Regions from separate parts of the Hordeum vulgare genome. Here region 2 is linked to region 1. The links are chromatin contacts, called in public Hi-C maps. All regions are on one chromosome and are shown on one strand. Each heading gives the region's core, a stretch centred on a gene start, on an enhancer-like site or on the middle of the called end of the contact. The rest is flanking DNA. Distances are from core to core; before and after follow the strand shown.

Region 1 (5,293 bases), core at 1,970-4,469:
TTTAATGAAGAATAGAGATATACCATAACTTTCAAGTGCCTTCTTTCCTGCCAGCTATATGTAAAATACTTAATGTGCTTACAGCCGTCACAGCATAACAACCAATTTAGCTACCATTCATTATGTAAACTTCTAAACACCCTCATGTGTATGCACGGAAACAAAAAAACAAATGCAAGTAAATAAGGCAAAACTTAATGAAAAGCATAACCATGACCGCATCTATTAAACGTAGCCAACAAAATAAACACGTATTAAAGCATGAAAAGCATAACCATGACAGAATCTATTAAACATACCCAACACGTATTAAAGCATATATTTGGGAGAGGCTCGTCCTGATATTTAGAAATTCCAGTGCAACCTAACAACAGTTTTATATGCAATGTTTAACTTAAATCAACTTAATTGTTTGTTTGCAGTTAACAAATCTAAACGGAGATAGAAATTTCTATTTAAACTGTGGCGTATATGTCAACTAAACCACATGAAGTACATATAGATGTGAAGTTAAAATATGAGGCTTGTATGTGTTTCATAGATATTATTTACTTCGATGTAGAAGATTATGAAGAGGTAAGGTTGTAAATACCTTAAGTTGTTCCTTCTTCTCTTTAGCATGCTGAAGTTGTTGCTGAACCCGAGATAGTTTGCTCTTTTCAGCTGCGAGCTCCTCTTGCAACAGGGCTCTCTCAGATTCCCAATGCTGGGACCTTTTAAGACTGCTCTCGTCCTTCTTTGAAAGCTCCACAAAATTTGCTGCAGACACAGCTGCGTTCCGCTTTGCGGCTTCCATCTGCATCCTAAGTTGTGCATTCTCAGCCTCACGCCTACGAGCAGAAGCATCTGCTTTATCCAATTGATTGTTTGCCCTAGAAATAGCAGACTCCATCTCTAAAAGCTTCTTCCGAGTGCTCTCTTCCAGACAGTGCCTTTCATCATGAAGTCGGCTTGCCTCTTCCTTCTCTTTCCGGAGTGACTGAAGCTCCTCCTTCTCCTTGGCAAGTCGCCGTGTGACCTGCATCACCTTCTCCATAGCCCAGTCTGTCCAATCCCGCATATGTGCTTGCAACTCTTTCTGCCTCTGGACAAGAATCAAGACCATTTCATCCTTCTTATCTTGTGGAATCCAGACCTTCTGATCCTCATCATATGCGAAGTTAATTTTGCTGCTAGGGTCTACAGCTTCAGTACTAGAATCATGATTCAAAGAAGGAGCAGAACCATCACTTGAGGAAGGTAAAGGCAAAGGCAATGGCAACGACAATGACAATTCTGTGCTAGCAGCTGATGCTGGGTCAGTGTTACTGGGGGGCTTAGCATCAAATGATGGAATGGAGGCAATGGTGCCAGTGGCCGTAAAAGAAAGGTCAACTGAATATTCTGACCCTTTCATGCTTGCAGCAAACCCTTTAGCAATTTTTGATGCACCTTTCAAGCTACATGTAGCTGAATCTGAAACCTGCCTGCATTTCCTCTCTAATGCTACAGTCCCACAAGAGATATGCTTGCCAGACCTAAGAGATCCTTTAGAGCCCAACGCTCGGGAATTCTTATCAAAGCTCATTAACTTCTGCCGGTGCAAGGAATCCCTCTTAGAGCTTCCCCTCTTGCTAGGGAACGGCTTATCATCCTTCACAGATTGGGTCGCAGCAGCAACAAATGGTTGTTCCTCTGCATGATCAGGCGTAGCAGCCGGGTGTTCTTTTGGCTTAACATTTGGTACCACAGGATGCATCTTGCCAGAGACACATGGCTTGCCACTTGGCACATTTGGGTTCACTGGTGTTGTGGATGAATCAGCCTTCACAGCATTGTAAGTGCCAGGTGGCACTGGAGTAAGTTTGCCGCGGAAAGTAACACCAGTCTGTGGGTTGGTAATAGAAACCGACAGATCGGAAGTTGGGGTTGGTTCATAGTTCCCTGCAACTGGCTGTGCAATCACTTGAGCACCCACGGCCGGAAGAGGAGCAGCGCTATAGTCCATGGCACAGGCATGGGCTACATTCATATCTGACATGAGCAAGCAAAACATCACATCGCCTGTGGTGTAGAACGGCTGGGCCTCATTGACCACCGCAACCAGGCTAGCAAGCACAACCTGCTCAATCTTCCTCATGTCCTCAAGGGAGGAGCCATCCCTGGGTAACATGTCCCCCTCGGTCTTGAGCACTTCGACCGCGGCTTCACTGAACCCAGCAAGGCTCTCCCTCCAGCTGTACTGTGCGGCTGCCCTCACGACGGCAGCCCTTGCTGCAGCCTCTGAGTAGCCCATTGTGGTGATCACACTGACAGCATTGTCGAAGGTTGTATCCAGACTCTTGAGAAGGATCTCCTCCAGCTGTGCCTCATTTGGGTCACTCCAATTCACATATCGCTGACACTCTAATAGCTCCTCCGCTGTGGCGTGGACGGCTTTGCAGGCATCACAGGTGCTCGGGATGAAGTCTAGATTGACACCCTCAGCAGCAGCGGCGGCCGCCGCCATGGCAGCCTTCTCGGGCGACATAAACTCAAACCCCACGCAGTCCGTCGTCAGCGGGTACTCCAGCCCGAAGGGGCCCAGCTCGCCGGACGGTGGTTCGGCGCGGAACTTGCGCTTGTTCCTGCTGCCTGCCTTCTCCTGCACGGTCGACCCCGACGCCGCCTCCTGGGTCGCGACGCTAGACATCAGAAAGGCCGCTCCTTCTGTACAGAAATCAAGTAATTCACCAACAGAAACGGCACCAGAAAATCTCTAAACAGCGAAAAAAACGTAGGAAAATTCTCCACGGACGGGAAGGATTAGACTGACCTTGTTCCTGGGCGCCGAATCAAGGAGAACCCTGGAAAAAATCGGAGAAAAATACTGTGAGATTCCGGAAGCTTCAACGAATCAGGAACCCAATATTTACTCGTGCGTCGCTAGTCCTATAGGATCAGAGATGGGGCGGGGGCGAAATCCTTGATCCGATCGGGCGCGGCCGGAGCCGAGATTGGGCGGACGGATCGAGGCGCGTACCGGGTTGGATCGGCGGGGGCCGAGGCGGGCGGCGGCTGGTGATCAGAGGAGTGGAGAAGGGAGGACTACGGTGTATGTATGGTGTATATAGAGGAGGTGGGAGGGGAGGAAGGAGGAGGAGATTAGAAGAAGGGGGAGGAGGCGTCTGAACCTCTTGGGGGTAAGAACCGTAGAGCGCCTGACGAGGGAGGAGTCACGCCATTCACCCTTCTTCCTTGGCCACCAACATTTCCCCCCTTCAGTTTTCTTCTTTTTTGCAGGAAGGATGCCACATTGCCACCTACATGCTCACCACCTAGGTGATGTCCTATGTGGAACTACCATGATCCAGGGCTGACATGGAGAGCGGACGGCTGATGTGGCGAACCGACTGCTGAGGGTTTCAGGTGTTTGAGATGTGAAGATGGTTTCAATCATGGGCGGCTGATGTGGCGAACCGACTGCTCAGGGTTTCAGGTGTTTTAGATGTGAAGATGGGTTGATTGACGTGAGTGCAGTGAGAGTGGTCGGCGACGACGTTTAGGGTTTGTTGAGGCGGTTGCATGGTTTGGCGGGAGAACGACGGGTTCTGCATGGTCTAATCGGTTTGATTATAGTAGGTCGGTCGGTCGGTAGGTGAAACGTTTTATTATAAACCGTCAATGTTTGGATTGGCTCGAAAGTGGGACACCAGATGTGTAGGTTATGTTTGGCTGGTGCGCACGTGCGAGATTGGTCCAGACGTCTAAGATTCTCTCTATATTTTTTTGTGATTCCGTGAGGATCAAGACTTATGATTTATGGCGCGACGGTGTGTGCAACGGCTAAGAGTAACGGTTGCATGCCCTGGCGGGAGAATGTAACTCACTTCTTACCGAGCACAAGGATTTTATTGATATGAGTGTATGTTCTCCTATAAACCATGATGGCAACATAGGTGATGTCCTCCATTCTCCTAACCGGAACAGGGACCATAGGATTTCTCCCATTTCATACGATTTTTACTCAGTGTTTACTGTAAAAGAACGTTAGTTGCCTTTTTTAGGATGGATTAATTTAGCAACTATAGTTAAGTTTGTAGGCTAACCAACTCATAAGTTCCACTAGTGTTATGCCCATCACTATCAAAAACATCAATATCAAAATGTAGATCAAGATATAGTGTGTTCATATTGAAAGCTAGAAAATGGTATGGCCACGTAAGCTGACACCTTGGCTATTTGGTTGGCCATGCCAGTCTTTCATTGTTGAATACACGTCATCATCTATAAGGTGGTACCATAAAGTTAGTATACGTAATAAAGGAGAGAAATAAATGAGTACAAATCTTTACAGCTGTTGGCGGAGCGTTTCCACTTAGAATTAAATATTTTTCTTTTATTGCTCTAGAGCAATAAATTGCGGTCTAGATAGAATTTTGTATCCATGTAATCTCATAAATGGGTACAAATCTTTACAGCCGTTGATGGAGTGTTTCCAATTAGAATTCAATAGCTTCCTTTTATGGCTCCAAGTAACAAATTGTGCCCAAGATAGCATTATATATCCATACGATCTCTCCAAACATATATTCCTACAGACATATGGATCAAGATATAGTGTGTTTATGTTGAAACTTAGAAAATGGTATGGCCACGTAAGCTGACACCTTGGCTATTTGGTTGGCCGTGCGAGTCTTGCATTGTTGAATACACGTCATCATCTATAAGGCGGTACCATAAAGTTAGTATACGTAATAAAGGAGAGAAATAAATAAGTACAAATCTTTACAACTGTTGATGGAGCGTTTCCACTTAGAATTATATATTTTCCTTTTATTGCTCTAGAGCAAAAAAATTGCGGTCTATATAGAATTTTGTATCCATGTAACCTCATAAATGAGTACAAATATTTACAGCCGTTGATGGAGTGTTTCCAATTAGAATACAATAGCTTCCTTTTATGGTTCCAGTAACAAATTGTGGCCAAGATAGCATTATATATCCATACAATCTCTCCAAACATATATTCCTACAGATATATAGAAAAATAATCTTGTACGAGTAGTCATGGTGCACCAAAAAAGATGGTTTGCTTTTGTTTATGGTAAGAGGCTAATATACCTCTCAAGTTGTTGTTAACACAATTTTCACATGGAATACAATGCTTATTTATGTTGTTATGGATGTGTAAATAAATAGCATTTTCAATCTATACAACCTTTGTAAGCATATCTATCATTGACATCACACAATTTTCCTCTCATATATTGTTTCACTCAATGTTGTTGGTGTTCTGCACCAAAAAATGGCGCAAAAAGTTGTTGTATAGCAA
Region 2 (5,293 bases), core at 1,481-3,980, 440 kb after region 1:
ACATACCGAAGGACAAAGGGACTGATATATAGGATTGTGTGAATCCTTGACATGGAGGTTCAACCGATAATATCTTCGTAGAATCTGTAGGATACAATATGGACGTTCAGGTCCCACTATTGATATTGACCGGAGAGTGTCTCGGTCACGTCTGCATAGTTCCCGAACTCGCATGGTCAGCACACTTAAGGTTCAATGATGTTTCGGTATAGTTGAGTTATAGGTGTTGGTGACCGAAGGTTGTCACGAGGAGCTCCGGAATGGTCTGGAGGTAAAGATTGATATATAGGAAGTCCTGTTTTGGTCACCGGAAAAGTTTCAGGCTCATCGGTAGTGTACCGGGAGTGCCGAGAGGGTGCCCGGAGACCATCGGAAGGGGTGTGACGATCCAAGAGCCTTCTGGGCTGTGAGAAGAGGTGGACCAGCCCCTAGTGGGCTGGCCAAGGCCTCTCTCAAGGGCCCATGCGGCTAGGAGAAGAGATAAAAGGCAAAGAACTTTTAAAAGGAAGGAAAAGGAGGAGTCCTCCCAAAGTAGTCCACCTTCCCACAAGGAGGTGGACTCCTCCTTTGGTTCGGCCGATCCCTCTTCTTGGAGTAGGGGCCAAGGCAGCCTTCTCTCCTTTCCTCCTATATATACTAGAGGTTTTGAGGGTTTTTGAGACACAATAATCAACCACGTGCTGCCCTCTCTCTAGATCCGTTTCTCCTCTAGTCTAGTTTTCAGCGGTGCTTAGGCGAAGCCCTGCTGGACTAGCTCCACCACCATCGCCGTCACGCCGTCGCGCTGCCGGAGAACTCATCTACCTCTCCGCCCCCTCTTGCTGGATCAAGAAGTCAGAGATCGCCGTCTTGCTGTACGTGTGCTGAACGCGGAGGTGCCGTCCGTTCTGCGCTAGATCGGGACGGATCGTGGGACGGCGTCGATTTGGATCGCGAAGACGTTCCCCTACATCAACCGCATTTCTTAACGCTTCCCGCTTAGCGATCTACAAGGGTATGTGGATCCGATCTCCCTCTCGTAGATGATCATCACCATGATAGATCTTCGTGTGCGTATATTTTTTTTCCATGCAACCCTCCCCAACAAAATATGCATGAACTTTATTTATTTTTGTTGAAATTCTTTTAAATTGTAATCAAACGTATGTTTTTTTGCATGATAATACGTGTCTCATTCATATGATAAAAAACAAAGTACAAGTCACATAAAGACTGACATTACCAAAATCAAAAAGATAGCAGAACATTGCTGAGCCTGTCACCTGCTTCCGGCACCACCACAACATTCATTAAAGAAAAAAATGACAGATCACCTTCTCACCCTATTTTGACGCGGCTCCATTGTTGACATGCAGCTTTGCGGACATCCAAGGTGGCTCATCAAAATTAAAGTCATTGACATTGAACGAATCAGACCAGGGCAACACCCCGAACACGCCATCGATCTTCAGATGTCGTCAATGCACACCATAATCTGCATCCGCTCCTGGACTATCTCCCAAGCTTCGGACTGGCGTTGGAGCAAACACCTCGCCGAAGGAAAGAGGTGAAGGGACTCTTCTAACGACGACTAAATGCCTGTTCGGCAATGCTTCGTGAAACAAAGCGCACTTTGAGCAGTTCCACAAAATGTAACTGGATACCGCTCCGCTCCGACGTAGAGTCGTGGAGCGGAGAAAATCCGAACGCGGCCTAAGGTTTCTAGTCACCTGGCCGATAGAAAAAGAACGCGGCAAACCGGCACTTGATTGTGTAAGCAAACGTACGTGGACAATTTTAAATAAGGGGAGTGATCTGCGCCGGCGCGCCGGCCCCAGATTTTCGGCCGGCCGCGCGCGGGCCGCAGTATCCACCAACCCCTCGTCGTCCGCACCGTTGGATCAGCATGCAACATTTTCCTCCTATGCAGCAAAATTTTGATGCTGTGCAGCAATTTTTCAACGGTTGCAACAAAAAACAAAATTTATAGGAAAAAAAAATATCTACGTGATCGTAGCAAAAAAAAAAGCTGATGGTACGTGGTAGCAAAAGTCAAACGCCGGTTGTAACAAAAATTTACGTAACGTGTATGCAACTTTTTAGTGAACGGTTGCAGCAAAACATGATGCCGGTTGTAGCAAAAATTAACAGGTTGTAGCAAAAAGTAAAAAACATCGATTGTAACAAAAAAATCCGACGAACTAAAGTTGCAACCAAATGTATATGCAACTTTTTTATTAAAACAAAATATAGTAAAAAACGCTTTCAGCAAAAATAACGCTGGTTGCAACATATTTAGACGAAAAATGTTGCATCCATTGACCAGAAAAACGCGCGGGTGAGAAAAATGTTGCAAGAGCCGCGCGCACGAAGGAGCGACCGGCGCGTCGTTTCGGCCCGCGCGCGGTGGGAAACGATTCCCTTTAAATAACGTGCTCCTGCATCTGTGTCGACAAACTAATCCCTCTGTACGCCGACAAATACGATGTCCGGTTTAAAATAGAGCTTCGAAAATGCAGACCATGGAGATGGAAGATCGGAGCCGTCCCGTGGGGACGGAAACCACCTACCCCGCACCCACAGAGATCCGGCGCCCCGTGGCGGGCCCACATGACATCGAGAAGGCGATCTCCCTCTGCCTACCCCGAAGAAAAAGTCTTTGTTTCTACTCGCGCGGCCCAACGCACAGTGCTCCACCCACCCCACCCGCCAGCCAGACGGTTTAAAAGCAGAGAGAGAGAGAGAGAAAAACAATGCACTTCAATTCTTGTTCAAACACCCCCTCCCCCCGTCTCTCTCTTCCGCCTTTCTGGACCTCTCACGAGCAGGGGCGCCTCTCCTCCCTCTCCTCCGCGCGACGAAGGAGCCGCCAGACCACGCCGCGGCCACGAGGTACGTGCGACGCGAGCCCTTCCTCTCTCTCTCTCTAGATGTTCCGATTTATGCATGGCTCGGGCGAAACCCGCGATTTCGTGGCGGAATTGTCCGGCGGTCCTCTGCCTCGCGCTATAGCCCGCTTGGTCGACCCGTGCGTTTCAGTCTGGTTCGCTGGTGCTGGTTTGTTCGAGGGCTCGATTCCTGATTGGAATGGAATTCGTTGTCCTCCTTGTCGTTTGCCCTCCAGCCGGAACGGATTTGATTGGACGGGAGGTGGGAAATGGGGTCCCGTTGAGCAGGGGATCGGATGACGATGCGGGATTGCAGAGCTGGTGCTGGTTTGCCCCCCCACCCCCCCCCCCCCCCCCCCCCCCCCCCTGAGCGGATCTGATGGTGTAGTTCGTCGAGGGGTTTCAACTCGCAGATTAAGGATTTGGAATGCATGGCTAGGTTGGGCTACGCTTCAGATTATTGATAGGGAAATGTTGCTGAGTTTGCAATATCACATTGCTGAATTGGTGGTAGGTGCGGCAGAGATGTAAGCATAGGCACGCATTGCCTTTTTAAGGGGAATATGGATGCCTCAGTTTTCCACTTCTTGTCACCTGGCAACTACCTCTTTTTGTGTCGCTAGCATAGTTGGAATTGACATGTAAGTGTTTTGAAAAGGACACCTTACCAACTCTGTCCTCCACAAAGGAAAACAACGTTGTCCCTTTATCGCCATGAATGATAACATTTCTCAATAGCCATACTCACCTAAGGAAACAAAAATTGGATCCGGGGCTCTCAACCTGGTTTTTCGATATGAAAAATCGGTAAACACAGTTTGGAGCTTAAAAAATTCTGATTTTGTTTTCACGTGTAGATGCTCACACATGCCTGTAAATTGAAATATTATTTGTACTATTTGCTACACCCTCCGTTTCATAATGCAGTGCACATAGATATTTAAAAAATCAAACTTCGTAAACTTTGAACAAGTTTGTATGAATATGTGCATCTACAATATCAAATAAATATCATTAGGTACATCATGTGGTGTAGTTTTGTGTTGTACTTATTTGGTATTTTCTATGTTGATATTTTTCTCAATAAACATGGTCAAACTCTACAATATTTCAATTTTCAAGAAATATACACACAAGATATTATGGAATGACGAGAATATCACATATTCCCACATTTATATTTTTTGTATAGGAACGGTTTAAAATATTTTCAGTGAAATTTGTAGATATGGAGGCCACATATATATCATCAAGGTTTTCGAGTCGCAACTCATGCGAGTCGGTCAGGGGTAGCGACTCGGAAAGAGTCAAGCCTGTAGTTGCGACTAGTCACGACTCGCTTTTCGAGTCGACACTAAGTTGAGGTGACCTTCTTGTTGCGACTCATCGACTAGTTGACGACTAGTCGCGACTCGCTTTTCGAGTCGACACTAAGTTGAGGTGACCTTCTTGTTGCGACTCATCGATTAGTCGACGACTAGTGGAGCGACTCGAAATCCATGTATATCATGCTGGACTTTTTCAAATAATTTGGAAGGTTATCAACATGGTTTTTTGTTTTCTTTTTAAATTTCCAGGCTTCCTTAAGCCAAGCGACAACACTCTAAGCATTCACACATGCCCTAGAAAGAAACTTTTCTTTGTTAAATCCGACTGATAATGTACACTCCCCACAACACTGTCATGGTAAGTTTAATCATTCAACACAGAAAACAGAAGAATTATCTTGATGACATCCTCTATTTAGTCATCTTTTTAAGTTTCCAGATTTTACTTCTGCTGGTGAAATTCATAACAGTCTGTATGAAAAAAGGTGTACAAAAAGCCCAAAGTAGTAAAAAACAGTTCCTTATGGCAACATCAACGCGAATCACCAAACCACCACTAAACGTCTGGACCGGGATGTTCGGACATTTTTTGCCATCCAACACGGTGCCTCAAACGTCCGTGGAAACGTTTGGGTGTCCGAAATCCCGTAAACATGACACAAACTCGTGTGAGGTTTGCAGGAGTCCGGATCTCCGCCACATAGGCCTCCGACACCCCTAGCCCATCCAAATCCCCTTTCACAACCCCCTTTCCCCCCACTCCGTCCCTCCCCCTTCCCCTGTATCCTCACCCTCCCAGTCCGCTGCCGCCGCTCTACCACCCTGGCTGCCGCCCAGGCCTTGCTGAACACCCGCCGCCCCAATCACGCACCTGCCTACCTTGAACTACGCCGTCGTTTCACCCCGGATCCAAAGGCCCTGCTGATGCCGTCCATGGCGTACACCCACGCCTGGCAAGTGTTTGGCCAAATGTCAATGAGAATATTTTTTATGTTATTGTTGTTTACTTTGAAGCAAGCACGATGCCTGGCTAAAAAAACAGGGACAGACATTTGGTGCATAGGGTTGGATGTCCGGCTCCCCTATCGGTGCCTACGA

The links. A called contact is a pair of places that touch in the nucleus more often than the background predicts.
Region 2: a contact with region 1 is called in a Hi-C map of seedling, with 4 times the contacts expected there. The contact joins the promoter of LOC123424383 here to the promoter of LOC123424372 in region 1. A contact is called at or near these places in 4 of 6 Hi-C or Micro-C datasets (leaf and seedling) and 1 of 1 datasets of contacts at active chromatin or transcription factors (embryo).

Annotation. Positions count from the first base shown.
Region 1 is chr1H:64,394,627-64,399,919 of MorexV3_pseudomolecules_assembly, forward strand. It overlaps LOC123424372 (putative E3 ubiquitin-protein ligase RF298), which reads right to left and starts at 3,220. Exons shown (of 4, transcript XM_045107978.1): 1 at 3,002-3,220; 2 at 2,795-2,825; 3 at 593-2,688. The coding sequence starts at 2,671.
Region 2 is chr1H:64,835,148-64,840,440 of MorexV3_pseudomolecules_assembly, forward strand. LOC123424383 (phosphoglycerate mutase-like protein AT74H) reads left to right here and starts at 2,731. Exons shown (of 3, transcript XM_045107993.1): 1 at 2,731-2,871.